Regions from separate parts of the Zea mays genome. Here all the other regions are linked to region 1. Evidence: chromatin contacts called from public Hi-C data. All regions are on one chromosome and are shown on one strand. The core of a region is the stretch at or near the end of the contact, and the rest is flanking DNA. Distances in the headings are between cores, read along the strand shown. Region 1 holds the start of LOC100285965. Region 2 holds the start of LOC100281873 (exodeoxyribonuclease V). Region 3 holds the start of LOC100191951 (putative protein kinase superfamily protein). Region 4 holds the start of LOC103647803 (zinc finger protein 7).

Evidence for each region. A called contact is a pair of places that touch in the nucleus more often than the background predicts.
Region 2: a contact with region 1 is called in a Hi-C map of tassel, with 2.6 times the contacts expected there. The contact joins the promoter of LOC100281873 here to the promoter of LOC100285965 in region 1. A contact is called at or near these places in 3 of 25 Hi-C or Micro-C datasets (bundle sheath, ear and tassel).
Region 3: a Hi-C map of bundle sheath shows a contact between it and region 1, with 2.9 times the contacts expected there. The contact joins the promoter of LOC100191951 here to the promoter of LOC100285965 in region 1. A contact is called at or near these places in 2 of 25 Hi-C or Micro-C datasets (bundle sheath and endosperm).
Region 4: a contact with region 1 is called in a Hi-C map of leaf mesophyll, with 3 times the contacts expected there. The contact joins the promoter of LOC103647803 here to the promoter of LOC100285965 in region 1. A contact is called at or near these places in 6 of 25 Hi-C or Micro-C datasets (bundle sheath, ear, endosperm and 3 more).

What each region holds. Positions count from the first base shown.
Region 1 is chr2:215,621,963-215,625,199 of Zm-B73-REFERENCE-NAM-5.0, forward strand. It overlaps LOC100285965, which reads left to right and starts at 1,815. Exons shown (of 2, transcript NM_001372348.1): 1 at 1,815-2,035; 2 at 2,221-2,889. The coding sequence starts at 1,849. The coding sequence ends at 2,672.
Region 2 is chr2:215,350,629-215,354,103 of Zm-B73-REFERENCE-NAM-5.0, forward strand. LOC100281873 (exodeoxyribonuclease V) reads left to right here and starts at 1,961. Exons shown (of 2, transcript NM_001154793.2): 1 at 1,961-3,128; 2 at 3,254-3,475. The coding sequence starts at 2,130. The coding sequence ends at 3,337.
Region 3 is chr2:216,098,931-216,102,259 of Zm-B73-REFERENCE-NAM-5.0, forward strand. LOC100191951 (putative protein kinase superfamily protein) reads right to left here and starts at 1,615. Exons shown (of 9, transcript NM_001137375.1): 1 at 1,092-1,615; 2 at 202-486; 3 at 1-110. The coding sequence starts at 1,469.
Region 4 is chr2:215,943,631-215,946,919 of Zm-B73-REFERENCE-NAM-5.0, forward strand. LOC103647803 (zinc finger protein 7) reads left to right here and starts at 1,820. Exons shown (of 1, transcript XM_008672311.4): 1 at 1,820-2,881. The coding sequence starts at 2,128. The coding sequence ends at 2,682.

The DNA of each region.
Region 1 (3,237 bases), core at 565-3,064:
TGAAGATGGATCAAATATGTTTGAAGGGCAAGGGAGATGAACTTGCAATGAGGCGGAAAAAAATGGTGTGCGTGCCATCCAGTGTTAGGGTGATGCCCTCCAAACTAGCGAGACAACTCTCGATGGCCAGAGTGATTGAAAAAAAGTAGGATACAACGGAAGCATCTTTTCGACGCATGAGAAAAGGGAAACACCTCGCTACACTGCACGCAATAGATAAAATGTAATACGCATAGCAAGTTATATACCCTAAGACATTTTAGAACTAGAGTGGAGTTTTACATAGTTCCACATATGTATGCCCTTACAAGTTATGCTTTGTTTAATTTCCATAAGACATCTAATCTCGTCCATTCCACATGGATTGAGACCACAACGAACATGTCCTTATATAGTTCAACATTATTGCTCATAGCATCGACACATGTTACCTTGAAGCTAAATCACGGTGCCAAGATATGATTAAAACATAAAATACAACTTTAGAATGTCTAACTATGTTTTTTAAATGTAAAAAAAATTAAAAAATTGTGAGACTTTTGCTGAGACATAGGGAACAGGGCACGGATGCCGGTCCGCGATAACTGACAAGGGAGGGCAGGGCGTGGGCGTAGCATGCCGTAGTGACTACTGACTAGTGACTAGTGAGGCCCAAACGGAAAGCGAAGATGCCCTTGTCAACTTGCTCTGCTGCATAATAAAGAAAACAAAAACGTCAACACGTATGCGAACACTCATGGCCTCATCCTTATGAATAAGCAAACATTCTTGTTCTAGGGTGACTGCGTCCACTTGAGCCTATCTGCAGTTAATCCAGACTATACGGTTCAGGTCTGCTATGAAATTTGATTCGAGTTACCAAACAAGCATACCCTCACATCGGGCTCATAAAGGTGGAAAACACCAATGCAGGAGATACGGTGATTGGACGGAAATTAGGTACAGTCTGTTTCTAGCTCTCCAGTGTACGTATTCTTTCAGGTTAAAAACAAAATATCCGTTTCGAGTGTAACAAAATAGGTACTATGGCCTATTTGGTATGGTTTCAGAGCAAAACTCCAAGAAAGAGCTAGCTAAAGCATGCAAAACATCTTAACTCTAGAGTTATAAACTCTATGAAGTTTTTGGGGCTGTAATACAATTTTTTGGAGTACCTTTTTTGCTGCTCCAAAAACTCTAAAAAAACAACCTAGTCATATAGTTTGGAGTTATTTCGCCACTACTAAGAAACAATCTAAACTCTGGAGCAAAACTACTCTACCCATAGTTTTAGAGTAGAACTGTTCTAGGGTAGAGCAGAATCATGCCAAACACGTCCTATATATAGATCGAAAAGGTGGAGTTGCGTAACGTTTTTTTCCCAACCTTTTAAAAGTTCGTTCAGTTTCTGCTTCGCGTAGCCTCGTGCCAGGGAAGCGAGGAACGGTGGTCGGAAAGGCGAAGCACTCGATCGCTCACTACCGCCCACCAGTCGGCGTACGTACCCTAAACCCTCATAGGCGCGGAAAGCAGTGACGGGGCGAGCGCGCGGCGCACCGGCAACCACCCGAGGCGCCCGCCCGATCCCCATCCGGCGGTGCGCGATCGCCCCCGACCGTACGCGGAGACACGGAGCCGCACCTGCGCCCCAGGAGCCCGGAGCTGAGACGTAAGCCGTCCTCACGACCTCACCACCACGCCTAACCGGACCCGACCCCGACCCCGTGGTTAGCTCGTGGTCACCCACCCGAGAAGGGAAGACCCCAGCCCTTGTTTGCGCTGCGCAGTGCTTTATATATACCCGGGGCTCCACTACTCCAGTGCTGGCTGGCGTTGTATGAGCGTGGGTGGTGGCGCCGCCGGCCGGGGATGAGCTGCAACGGGTGCCGCATGCTGCGCAAGGGGTGTAGCGACGCGTGCGTGCTGCGGCCGAGCCTGCAGTGGATCGACGGCGGCGCCGAGGCCCAGGGCCACGCCACCGCCTTCGTCGCCAAGTTCTTCGGCCGCGCCGGCCTCATGTCCTTGCTCACCGCCGTCCCCGAGCCGCAGCGCCCAGGTAATCCTCTCGACTCAGCGGTAATAAATCCAGGTGCTGCATGGTTCGCGGGTGTCCGTACGGTCGAGTGTTTACCCACCCACCCCACGGCCCACGGCCACGCATCACGTGTGATCGAGATCCTTGACTGACGAGAGTGATGTGCTCGCTCGCTCGCTCGTACGTGCGGTGCGACGACGATGCAGCGGTGTTCCAGTCGCTGCTGTACGAGGCGGCCGGGAGGACGATCGACCCGGTGAGCGGCGCCGTGGGGCTGCTCGGCGCGGGGAGCTGGCACCTGTGCCAGGCGGCGGTGGAGACGGTGCTGCGGGGCGGCGCCATCGCCCCGCTGCCCGAGTCCGACTCCGACGGGGCCCGCCGCGGCGCGTCCGCTGTGGCGGCGAGGCGGGCCGTGGGGTGCTCGACGTTCTCGACGGCGAAGCGCGCGCCGGCGAGCGTGGGGGCGCCGCCGGAGCCGTCGTGCGACCTCGGGCTGTGGCTCAGCCCCGGGTCACCCCCGGCGACCGGGGAGCGGCGCCGGCGGCGGCGGCCCGGCACGCCGTCCATGACCTCCGAGGAGTCCGTGACGACGATGAGCGGCGGCGGCGGAGGCGGAGGCGGAGGGAGGGAGCCCGAGCTGCTGAACCTTTTTGTCTGAGAATGGCCGACGGTTTGGCTAAAAGCCAGCGGCCGATCGTGCCGTGCGCCCCTCGGCGCGCGGTGTGGTGTGCTTGATCCCGGCGAGAAAAAAACGTTTGTTTGTCTAGGTAGCCGTCGTCTTGTCCTTCTTCCTTTTTGGGCCGCGCGTAGAAACCATGAGCGTGCCGGCGGCAGCAGCGCTCTCCCAGCCGCCGTCCGTTAGCTAGCTGTTTATTTCATTTCTTCCCAACTTTTTCTTGGCAGAAGCGACGCTCCGTCCGTCGCTGAATAAAATTGTAGACCAAGGGTAAAGCGAAGTGGCGCTGCATGCGTCGATCTTATCGTCATCACAGCGGGAGCGGCCGGGGCAGCTTATCCTGCTCCTCAACACAGAGCAGTATAGAAGCACTCCGTTTGTGGCAAGCATGTGCTGGCTGGATATACTGCTGTCCTGGGGCGCACAGCAGTAGCAGTCTCGCAGGCGGGGAACCAGTTTCTGGACGGTGCAACCCACACCCTCCTCTCTTCCGCGCTTCCCGTTCACCACCGGTGGTTCCACCGCCGCCAACGCACGCACGGCACGG
Region 2 (3,475 bases), core at 711-3,210, 270 kb before region 1:
GAAACATTTCAAAAGACCATATATTAAATATGACCATACTTGCCCTCAGTTGCGATATGAACAGGGAAATCAATCCACTGCATCTCCCATGTCAGGACTCCTGTAGTAATTCATGATCGCTGTCAGAGTTGTTTGTCTAGTCCAGCCCTACGTCCATGTAAGTATGGTTAATAATGAGATATAAATTTTACACTATAAAATGTAAGGATCAGATCGTGTTAGGATTGAATTCTATTTCTATTCAATAGAAATAAAGAAACACTTGGATCATGATATATTTGGATCATAATTTAGAACCCTAGCAATTTATAGAGAAACATTTAAATCATGATACATTACCACCCCTGTGTGTACGCGAGTGCTGCGCCGCCATGGCGAGACAAGACCCAGAGACATCTGTTTGTCATTTAACATAACCTGCGAGGTTTCGAAGTCAAACAGAGTACAGTTGGTCAGTCAGTAAAAAAGGGGGGGGGGGGGGAGAGAAATAGCTGCAACCATGGGAATCAGGCGATGATTAATCAAAGAGCTATCTCCTTTGAGAAGTCATTACGCACCGCTTCACTCCATTTCCATTGAGTCAGTCGGAGTCAAGGCTCGAGAGGAAGGATGCCGCGCTGTTTAGTGCTAAGTGACGCAGCCACCTCGCAGAGGCAGAAGCGCACAAGGTCAAATACACAAATCAATTTTAAAGAGGCAGGAGCCCGGTGTGAGTACGTGCGGCAGCAACAGCCGCGTTGGTTGGCGTTGCGTTGGTGTTGTTTCCCTTCTTCTCGTCATTGGTCAAGCGCGGTGTACTTTCTTCACCTCGCTGTAGAGTGACGCGAGCAAAAGGCTCACTCGCTTAGTCGCTTTTTGCTCTCGCTCTCCATGGCTCCTCCACCCATCCATGGTTGGTGCCTTGGTGGTCGCCGTGGCCCGTGGTCGTTTCAGACGTTCTCCCCGTGCAGGAGGCTGGATCCCTTTTGGGTAGAGGCGAGCGGAACTGTTCTCGAGCAAAAAAGACCCCAATGGTTGCGTGAACTTTTGGCCCTGTGTTCTCGGTCATTGGTTAGTAATTTGGAATCGGAACACCGAACACGCGTAGGATCTTGGGCTAAGTGGGATTTTCAGACGACCGCGAGTCCGCGAATGCTTCTGCTGCCAGTTGGTAGTTTCGTATTCTATGGCCTACTGGTCTACTGGGCACGTACAGTAGAGAGCAAGTACAGTAATATATCAGAATCGCATTTCCCTCGTGGCACTTTGTGCCCCCACAAGCCTGACACTTTACGGCAATTTGTACAGCACAAAAAAGATATTAGTTCCCCTTAGTAAAGAAAAAAAAACAGTTTTAACTCCAACTCCAAGCAGCGATTTGGTGCTACAGGAGGAGTAGCCAACTACACAATGTTGAGTCAGTTAGCTAACACTGTAGTCTCCCTGCATCTCAGGTAATCTATCGGCTTGGAATGCCAATGCTTTGCCAAATCCAGACCAGAGCTTCAACAACGCTCCATGCTGGCTTGTAAAGGATAGGTTGGATTCCTCAGGCGAGTCACTCACTGCTATGCGGGCCCGTAAGGGTAAGGCCGTAACGCCATGTAAGCCAGTAGCCAGCTGCCAGCCCACCACCCGAGACAGCCCAGCGTGGTGCACGCCAACGTGGACCTGTCCCGACCCGCAAGCGCCCTGCCGCCCTCACGTGCACCCCTCGCCCGTACGCACGCGCGCGGACGGGGTCCATCTCACGTGTCACGTCGGGCGGTCTGGTCCCCTGCCGAGGCACGATCCAACGGCGGGCGCGGGGCGCCCCACGCTGTGTCTCACAATTGGACTCGTCACGAGGCGGACAAGCACCGGTCGATATGGATCTGACGGCAGCAGTTGCCGGTAGAGGATGAAGCCGACAAAAAAGTTAAAGGGTGGATTAGTTAACGCGAGAGGGTTAACCCCGCCCGACCCATCCCTATTTCATTCGCTGGTCGCGTCGCCACCGCTCGCTCGCCCGCCTCCCCATCCAATTCCAAACGCAAAGAACCGAATTCCATTCCCCACTCGGGCTCCTCTGCCGTCCTCCTCCTCGCCTCGCCTTCCGGCATTTGCTCCAGCTCTTAGACCAGCCGCGCAATACGAGGCTGCCGAAGGGGATGGAGTCGGACGCGTCCACCTCGCCGCGGCGGCGCAGCACGAGCTGCTACAGCGACAGCGGGGACTCCTCCTGCTCCGAGCCCTTCAGCGAGTGCGGCAGCGACGACCTCTCCTTCACGCCCGCCGCGGGCATCCACCGCCTACTGCTCTCCTGCGCGTCCGAGGCGTCGGAGGACGCCATCTCCTCGCTCGTGGCGGAGCTGGAGCGCCCGTCGCCGTCGCTGGACTCGCTCCGCCGCGCGGCGATGGAGCTCCGGCTGCTGGCCAAGCACAACCCGGACAACCGGGTCCGCATCGCGGCGGCGGGCGGCGTCCGGCCGCTCGTCAGGCTGCTGGCGCACGCGGACCCGCTGCTGCAGGAGCACGGCGTCACGGCGCTGCTCAACCTCTCCCTCTGCGACGAGAACAAGGCGGCCATCATCGAGGCGGGGGCGATACGGCCGCTGGTGCGCGCGCTCAAGTCCGCCGCGTCGCCCGCCGCGCGGGAGAACGCGGCGTGCGCGCTGCTCCGGCTGTCCCAGCTCGACGGCGCCTCCGCGGCGGCCATCGGCCGCGCGGGCGCCCTCCCGCTGCTGGTCTCCCTCCTCGAGACCGGCGGCGCGCGGGGGAAGAAGGACGCCGCCACGGCGCTGTACGCGCTCTGCAGCGGCGCGCGCGAGAACCGGCAGCGCGCCGTGGAGGCCGGGGCCGTGCGGCCCCTGCTGGACCTCATGGCCGACCCGGAGTCCGGCATGGTGGACAAGGCCGCGTACGTCCTCCACTCCCTCCTGGGCTCCGGGGACGGCCGAGCCGCCGCCGTGGAGGAAGGCGGCATCCCCGTCCTGGTCGAGATGGTGGAGGTCGGCACCTCGCGGCAGAAGGAGATCGCCACGCTCTGCCTCCTGCAGATCTGCGAGGACAACGCCGTCTACCGCACCATGGTCGCTCGCGAGGGCGCCATCCCGCCCCTCGTCGCCCTCTCCCAGTCCTCCTCCGCCCGCACCAAGCTCAAAACCAAGGTACACACACACACACGCCACGTCTCGCATTATTCCCCGCATTCAACAGAAATATCCAATCAATTCGCCCGTCTCAGCTTAACTCGCAAACTAATGCGCTTCCGTTTTTTCCCCCGATTGCGCAGGCGGAGTCGCTGGTCGAGATGCTGCGGCAGCCGCGGAGCCCGAGCCTCCGCGCGCGACCAGCGGCGGTGGTTGCGGCGGAGTGACGGCCTCCTTCCCAATCATCCCCCCCACTTGTCTTCTTCGGCGAGACGAGCCGGCGCCGGTCGTCCGGCCGGCCGGCGTGCGCGTGTAAATACCAAGCACAGCGTGTTTGCGTCCGCCAGCGAGTGTACAGTTTCCTC
Region 3 (3,329 bases), core at 365-2,864, 480 kb after region 1:
ACCCCTTCATTATTCACAAGGAGATTAGCACCCTTGATATCACGATGAACCACATGTCGTGAATGGCAATGCTCCAGTCCTGACAGTAACTGGTTCATGTAGCACTTGAGCTGCAGTCGGTGACAATCAGAGGAAAAGGTCAGGCCGACACTGCATAACTTCAAAATTCAACTGAAGGCAACAAAATGTAGTTGAACAAACCTGTGCTTCAGTGAATTTGATGTCCGGGGAGGAGCAAAGTCCTGCAAGATCATGCTCCATGTATTCAAATACTAGATAAAGGCTGCACGATAACCGGGAAGTAATCAAGCCTTCCAGTTTCATGACATTTGGATGATCAAGTCTTCTCAATATTTGTATCTCCCTTGCCATGAATCTAACACTCTCTGGCTCAAAATTGTCGAACCGAACCTTCTTCAAGGCAACGATCTTTCCAGTCTCAAGGTCTCTTGCCCTGAATACACTGCTGTATGTGCCTTGCCCAACCTACAGATAGAGTGCAACAAAGAAACAAGTCTGGGTCATGCAGCAAACTTATGTGCAGTAATGCACGTGTTTCATTACACATGTTGCAGACATAAAACTAGCACAATAGTAAGACTACTTTGCCTCCCACTTAGTATCTACTTTTCCTATTGAAATATGATGACAGACAAGAAGCGGTAGGAGGTAAAACTCCCTAACAGGTACAGCAGATCATACCAACAATGGAGACGGCTAAAACATGTGATGCCTCATAGAAGAAAACACTAGATCACCCAAGTCACCTCCTTTTCACCGCATTTACTTTCACAACAATTGCCTGCTATGCTAATGGTAGTTTATTCTTCATGTCATAATCCATCACCCAACCAATCTATCACCCAACAGAGTACTACTAGTTTACTACTAAGAAACACATGACAAAGGACACCAGAAAGATACCAACCAGTTAGACCAAATTACAGTCCCAACAACTATCATCCTTCTAAAATTCCACATGCAAGCAAAAAAAAAATGTCATGGAAAATGACCCACGAGCTATTGAATTGAATCAGTCACGAAATTTCAACCGAAATGAATCACCTAGCAAACCGAAAGCTCCACAGTACCTTCTCCAGCTTCTCGAAGGAGTCGGCCTTGAGCGGGATCCACCCCTGGATGGCCTCCCCGGCGACGGCGCTGAGCCACGGCGGCCACCCGGCAGCCACCTGCTCACCCTCAAGGCTCTTCCGCAGGCTCCGCAGGCGGAAGCTCCGGGACGACGCCGCCACGGCTACGACGGCCTTCCCTGGCTCCTCCGCGTCGTCCTTGACCTTCTCCGACCTCCTCGCCGCGGACGACGAGCTACGCAGGGAAGGCACGGGCACGGGCAACGGCACAGGAGCAGCAGACTCCTGAGCGCGCGGATGGCTCCGATCCCTGAGCCCGCCGGACGAGTCGGCCGCCGGCGTCACCGAGACGGTGTTCTTGGACGCGACGCAGCCCATGGCGGCGGCGCGCTACCAGCACTGCCAATCGCCACCAACCATACGCCGAGGTCGCGCACGGACGGACACGGGCCAAGATCAGCGCGTGATCTTCTTCAAGAATCGTCTCCCCTGTCCGCTCCCAAACCCCCCTCCCTCACGCCAGCATTGGGCTGAGACTGAGAGCCGGCTGCCGCGGTGTAAATAAAGAATGAAGATCGGAAAGCTTGACCCCTTCCGCCCGCCAACCACAGGCGTCACGGGTCGAACACGGCACTAGTAGTCAAGAACACGACGGGATTGACCTGGAAGACTAGTTAATGATTCCATCAAGACGCGACGCGACGCGACGCGAGCCATCACCAAAACAAAGCAGTGCGCGACTCTGTTGACGCAGCTCCACTGACCGCGCGCTCCCGTCGACGGACCACGACGGCGACGCTTCCGCAAGGCGTGGTCGGGCGGGGCGGGGCGGAGACGCAGGGGTTATCGAGCGGACGCGCGGAGAAGGCACGGCGTTTCCGCGACCGCAGAGCAGACGCTGCGCGGGGGCAGATCACGAAACCGCCAGAACAAGAATGACGGCGCGGCAGCCAAGAACGGCGAAACCCGCCCTGCCGCGCCGCCGGGACTGAAAAGGTTAGGCACCGATATTGGCCGGAGAAGCGGCAGCAGCAGCAGCAACTGTGGAGCTCGACGGGACAGGGGGGAGGGGCGTGGGGTGAGCTCGTAGTCGCAGTTCCGTCGCAGGTGGGGTGGGGACGGGGGAATCGAGCGCGGGGCTTAAAAGGTCCACGCCGCGGGCCGCGGGCGTGCCTTTGCGGTTTGCGCCTTTGATGAGCGCGAGTGCCTTTTGCGCAGCGCAGGGGAGGGCCACCACGCCGGAGGGGGCTCGGCGAGCCGAAAAGGTTGGTCCCTAGGATTTTCCAGCCATTCCGGTGCAGTGCAACTGTGCAACCAACAAGGAGACAGCCAAACTGACGTTGCACTGAACCCGCGTACCTCCAGGTGGTACTGTGATACAGCTGCGCGCGCGTTCAGTGTGGAAAGACCGCGCAACGCTTTGTCCCAAGTGGCTGTGCCACTGCCACCCACGCGGGCACGCGGCGGCGACAAGACAATGCCTCGCCGGCGGCAATTCCTCGATTGGAATCCGAGACTTGAGTTGCCATAGTTCCAACTGTTCATATTGGCATATCGCCAAATTCCCCAACTGCCCCCGTCCAAAAGAAGTACTACTACTATACTAGCGCACTGAAGAGCAAATTCGACACCCCCACAACCACAATCCAGTACGCCCATCAGCTTGGTCAACGCAACGAGATCTCGGTCCTTCTCGGCCAGAACACCGCATGCGTCAACTAGTTAGGTTAGGTTAGGTCGGGAACTACTACGGGGGCGTTTGGTTCGCTTCTCAGGGGAGCCTGGCTTGCACTAGCTCAGCCAGGCTACAACTGGCCTGACTGAGTGTATACGGTAGAGTGTGTTTGGTTGTCTGCATACGTTTAGTCTGGTTCACGAGAGATGCTGTTTGGTTGGTTGTATGAATACTTGTTGCTTGAGTTAAAAAATTATTAAATAAATAAAAAATGTATTAATAGACACTAATTATATGTTAATAGACACTAATTATATGTTAATCTTAATTATGTTTTTTTTGAAATATATATAGCATGACTGGTCTTGTTTTGTTCGCAAAAAATGTGTAGAACACAGATCTGAAAACGGTTCGGTAATTAAATCTTTTAATTGAAAGATATAATCGGAAAACAAACAAAAAAGTGTCTCGATTTGCGTGCACGAATTAACCGCCGCGCGCTTAGCCCTGCACGCGCGCGAACGCCCGCGCGAGGCGTTTCATGCGAGCCAGGCCCGAACTGC
Region 4 (3,289 bases), core at 570-3,069, 320 kb after region 1:
GATACATGAACAATAATAAGGGCATTAATTCCACCATCCACGTAGCGCTCGATTGGTTTGCAGCGCCGGTACAACCATGTAGCCAATGCTTAGAATGTATGTACGCGATGATTCAAGATGTAATGTCTGGTCGACTTCCGACGCGTTCACAGTTGATTCGGCACGGCGCCCTGCCTGCAGATGTTGAGATTTGAGAAGGCTACTACGTGTTTTTTCTCTTCTTCCTTTTGCATTGGATGGCTAAATAGTGCTAGAATTAAGTTATAAGTTGATTTTACTCGTTACTGTTATTACGTTATAATAAATGGCCTGATTCTTTTGGTAGATAGACTTATTTCATTTGGCTAAAAAAGTAGAGCACTATGGTTACAATTACAACTTACATCAGCGAAGAAGAAGAAGAAGTAGAAGTGGCATCACCTGGCCGAAGCTGAAGCGAGGTTTCCAGCACTGTGGGGCGGCAAGTTAGGATGGTTATTTTTGGATGGGCAAAGCCCACCCGGTGCGAGTCGGCCTTTCAGCCCAAAAGGAGTCGTGGCCCAATGCTTTAGAGCGGGTAGGGCACTGCGGGCTTGAAGAGTGACGGCCTGCTTTACAACTCACCACCTTTAAAGCCCACGAGGCTAATGGACCCGGTCAGCAACAATCTCCAACGTGGCTGTTGGTGGCTCCAGACTCCGGTGCTGCATGCATGATCAGTTGATCACGCATTTGGTGAATGACAGTTCTACCTCCAGCGGTCTCTTATTTCAAATTGAAATTCCACTTCATAAACAGAAAATATGCAAAACACGACCATATAAACTGGAAGGTACGCATGGGGGGAGACTGTGACAAAGCACATCGGAATAGAAATCATGGAACTTGCATTGGAACAGCACACCGCACCGGGTCGCTCGCAGAGCCGGTTCGCAGCCAGAGATGACATTTCGTCCACCCAAGATGATGGACGAAAGAACACATGGAATGGAACAAAAAACCATGCTCAGCAGCTGGCGACTACAGCTGCAGATATAATTGACAATATTTATAAAAAAATGTACCACTGTGTAAGTGTAACAAGATGAGGATGAGTAACCACACAGCTGCAGATATAATTGTGCCCTGGCACGACGAGCCTCGCAAACGGCCACGCCCTCTCGTCCGGATTGGGCCGCTGCCAGGGTACGATTACGAGTTAAAAGGAGACGCCGTATCCTGCATAGAGAAAAACATAATCATTATTTGCGCTTTGAGTGCGTCACCCACCCACTTGCTTCTCAGCAGAAAGCTTCTGTTCTTTACCTCCCAGAGTGTCTGCCTGTCCAATGTTAATGGCATGTAGGCTTTGGCTAGCAACAAGTGGCAACGGCACTTGCTTGCATTGCATGCATGTCACCTGAAATCCACTCACGTGGTGGTGCAGCTTGAGAGCTAGGCTTTTAGTGTTGAATAATGCCAAGCGTCCGTGCCTGAGCCTCAAGAGACAAAAAGAGAGCATGGGTGAGAGTTGCGATAAGTTCAAAGATGACTAGCAAAGCACCGATAGCGCATAGCACCTCTCTCTCTCAGTAAAGCATGCTACGCTATGGGTCAGCCAAACAGATCACCTGGAAAGAACTTGCTTCAGTCCACCTAAAACTTGATGTTTCTTCTGAATAAAGTCCACATGCAGTATAGAAGTCGTTTTGTTTTAAAACCAAACGTGAGCACTGAGCAGTATAGCTCCCCAAACGACAGGGCAGACACAGAATAGCGAAACTCTATCCAGTCGTCGTGGCCCTGCACGAGGTTGCAGGACTGTGCCTGATAGAAATGCGTAACGCTGCTATCTAGAGCAGGTGCGAACCTGATAGGGAATCAGCTGGACGTGAAACTGAAGTTTGTTGAAGCCTGTCACTTCGCATGACAAGTATATCATCTCGAAGAATAACAAGAACCACCATGTTTGCCACTACTGCAAAACTAGCATATCCGCCTGGTCCACTTCACCGAGGGCTTGCCCTTTTTTTCTGCTGGATTATTGCTGCCCGCAGACCCTTGCGATGCGCTTCTTTTTATAGCAACAGCAAAGCAGGGTGAGGAACGATAACCCAAACTTCAGAGACCACCCCCCCCCCCTCTTCTGCTACTTCCAAAGAGAGAGCAATGGATAGAGTACCTGATGGTGTGGAAGAGCACAAGTCAGCAGCAGACCAAGCTAACGAAGCTGGTCTAGCTGATGATAGTACCGCGGTACCATGGCTGAAGCTGGGTCTTGATGCGCCGAAAAGTGAAGAAGCCAAGCCCCCTCGAGAGGTGAAACCAGTGGCCACTCCACATAGGACTTTCTCCTGTAACTACTGCATGAGAAAGTTCTTCAGTTCGCAGGCCCTCGGTGGGCACCAGAATGCGCACAAGAGGGAGAGGTGTGCAGCAAGAAAGCCATACAGGTTTCAGATGATGACGGGCCTTAATCCTCCATCTGATTCCTTTCTCCAACCTTTGAGAGTGAACTCCCACTCCACGATCCTCAAGGATCATGGTGAAAGTGCTGCTGCTGCTGTTGTAGCAAGATTCGACGGAGGCCCAATGAGCAGCTGGATGCCTTTTGCAATTGAAGAACCTGGAGGGTTAGTATGGACAGGGAGCTTCACAGCAAGTTCAGAGGAGTCCAAGAAGCAAATAGAGCAAAAAAATATTGACTTGACCCTGCGCTTGTAGATTGTAATAAGCAGATAGGTCATTACATACAAGCATTTTCTGAGAAGTGTAATCTTTTCATAATTTCTGTTGGGTGAACAAGTATAAAATGCATGGTGAGGATGAAAAGTTTGAATCCGCCCTCACACTTGTGCATCAACTGAACTTTATTTTCTCTGCTGTCACTTGCAGCAGGCTATATGAATTTGGTTGTACTGGATCAAGTTAGTGTAAATTCAACCAATCTACAACTGCAAACCTACAACTGGCTAAAATTTAGGCCCTGTTTGGCACAGCTCAACTTCACTAGCAAAGTTGTTTTTGTGTGTGTGGGGTGGTGGTGGTGGGGGGGGGGGGGGGGGGGGGCTCACCTTCATGAGCAACTTTCTCGATGAAGATAAAACTGTTTTAGTGAACCGTTTGGCAAAACCTTAGTAACCAAGTTCCCGGATCTCGATGGGATCGACGGACAGGAACATGGGACGCAGTATGCTACTAAAATAAGGTTTTAGCATTATGGGAATGAGATTGTTCCCATATTTCCAGGATGGACGAACGTTCCCGGAACGAGGAACGTGGCCACATTCCCGGCTTCTAAGGGCAAAACAACTTTTTATATAGATTTTCT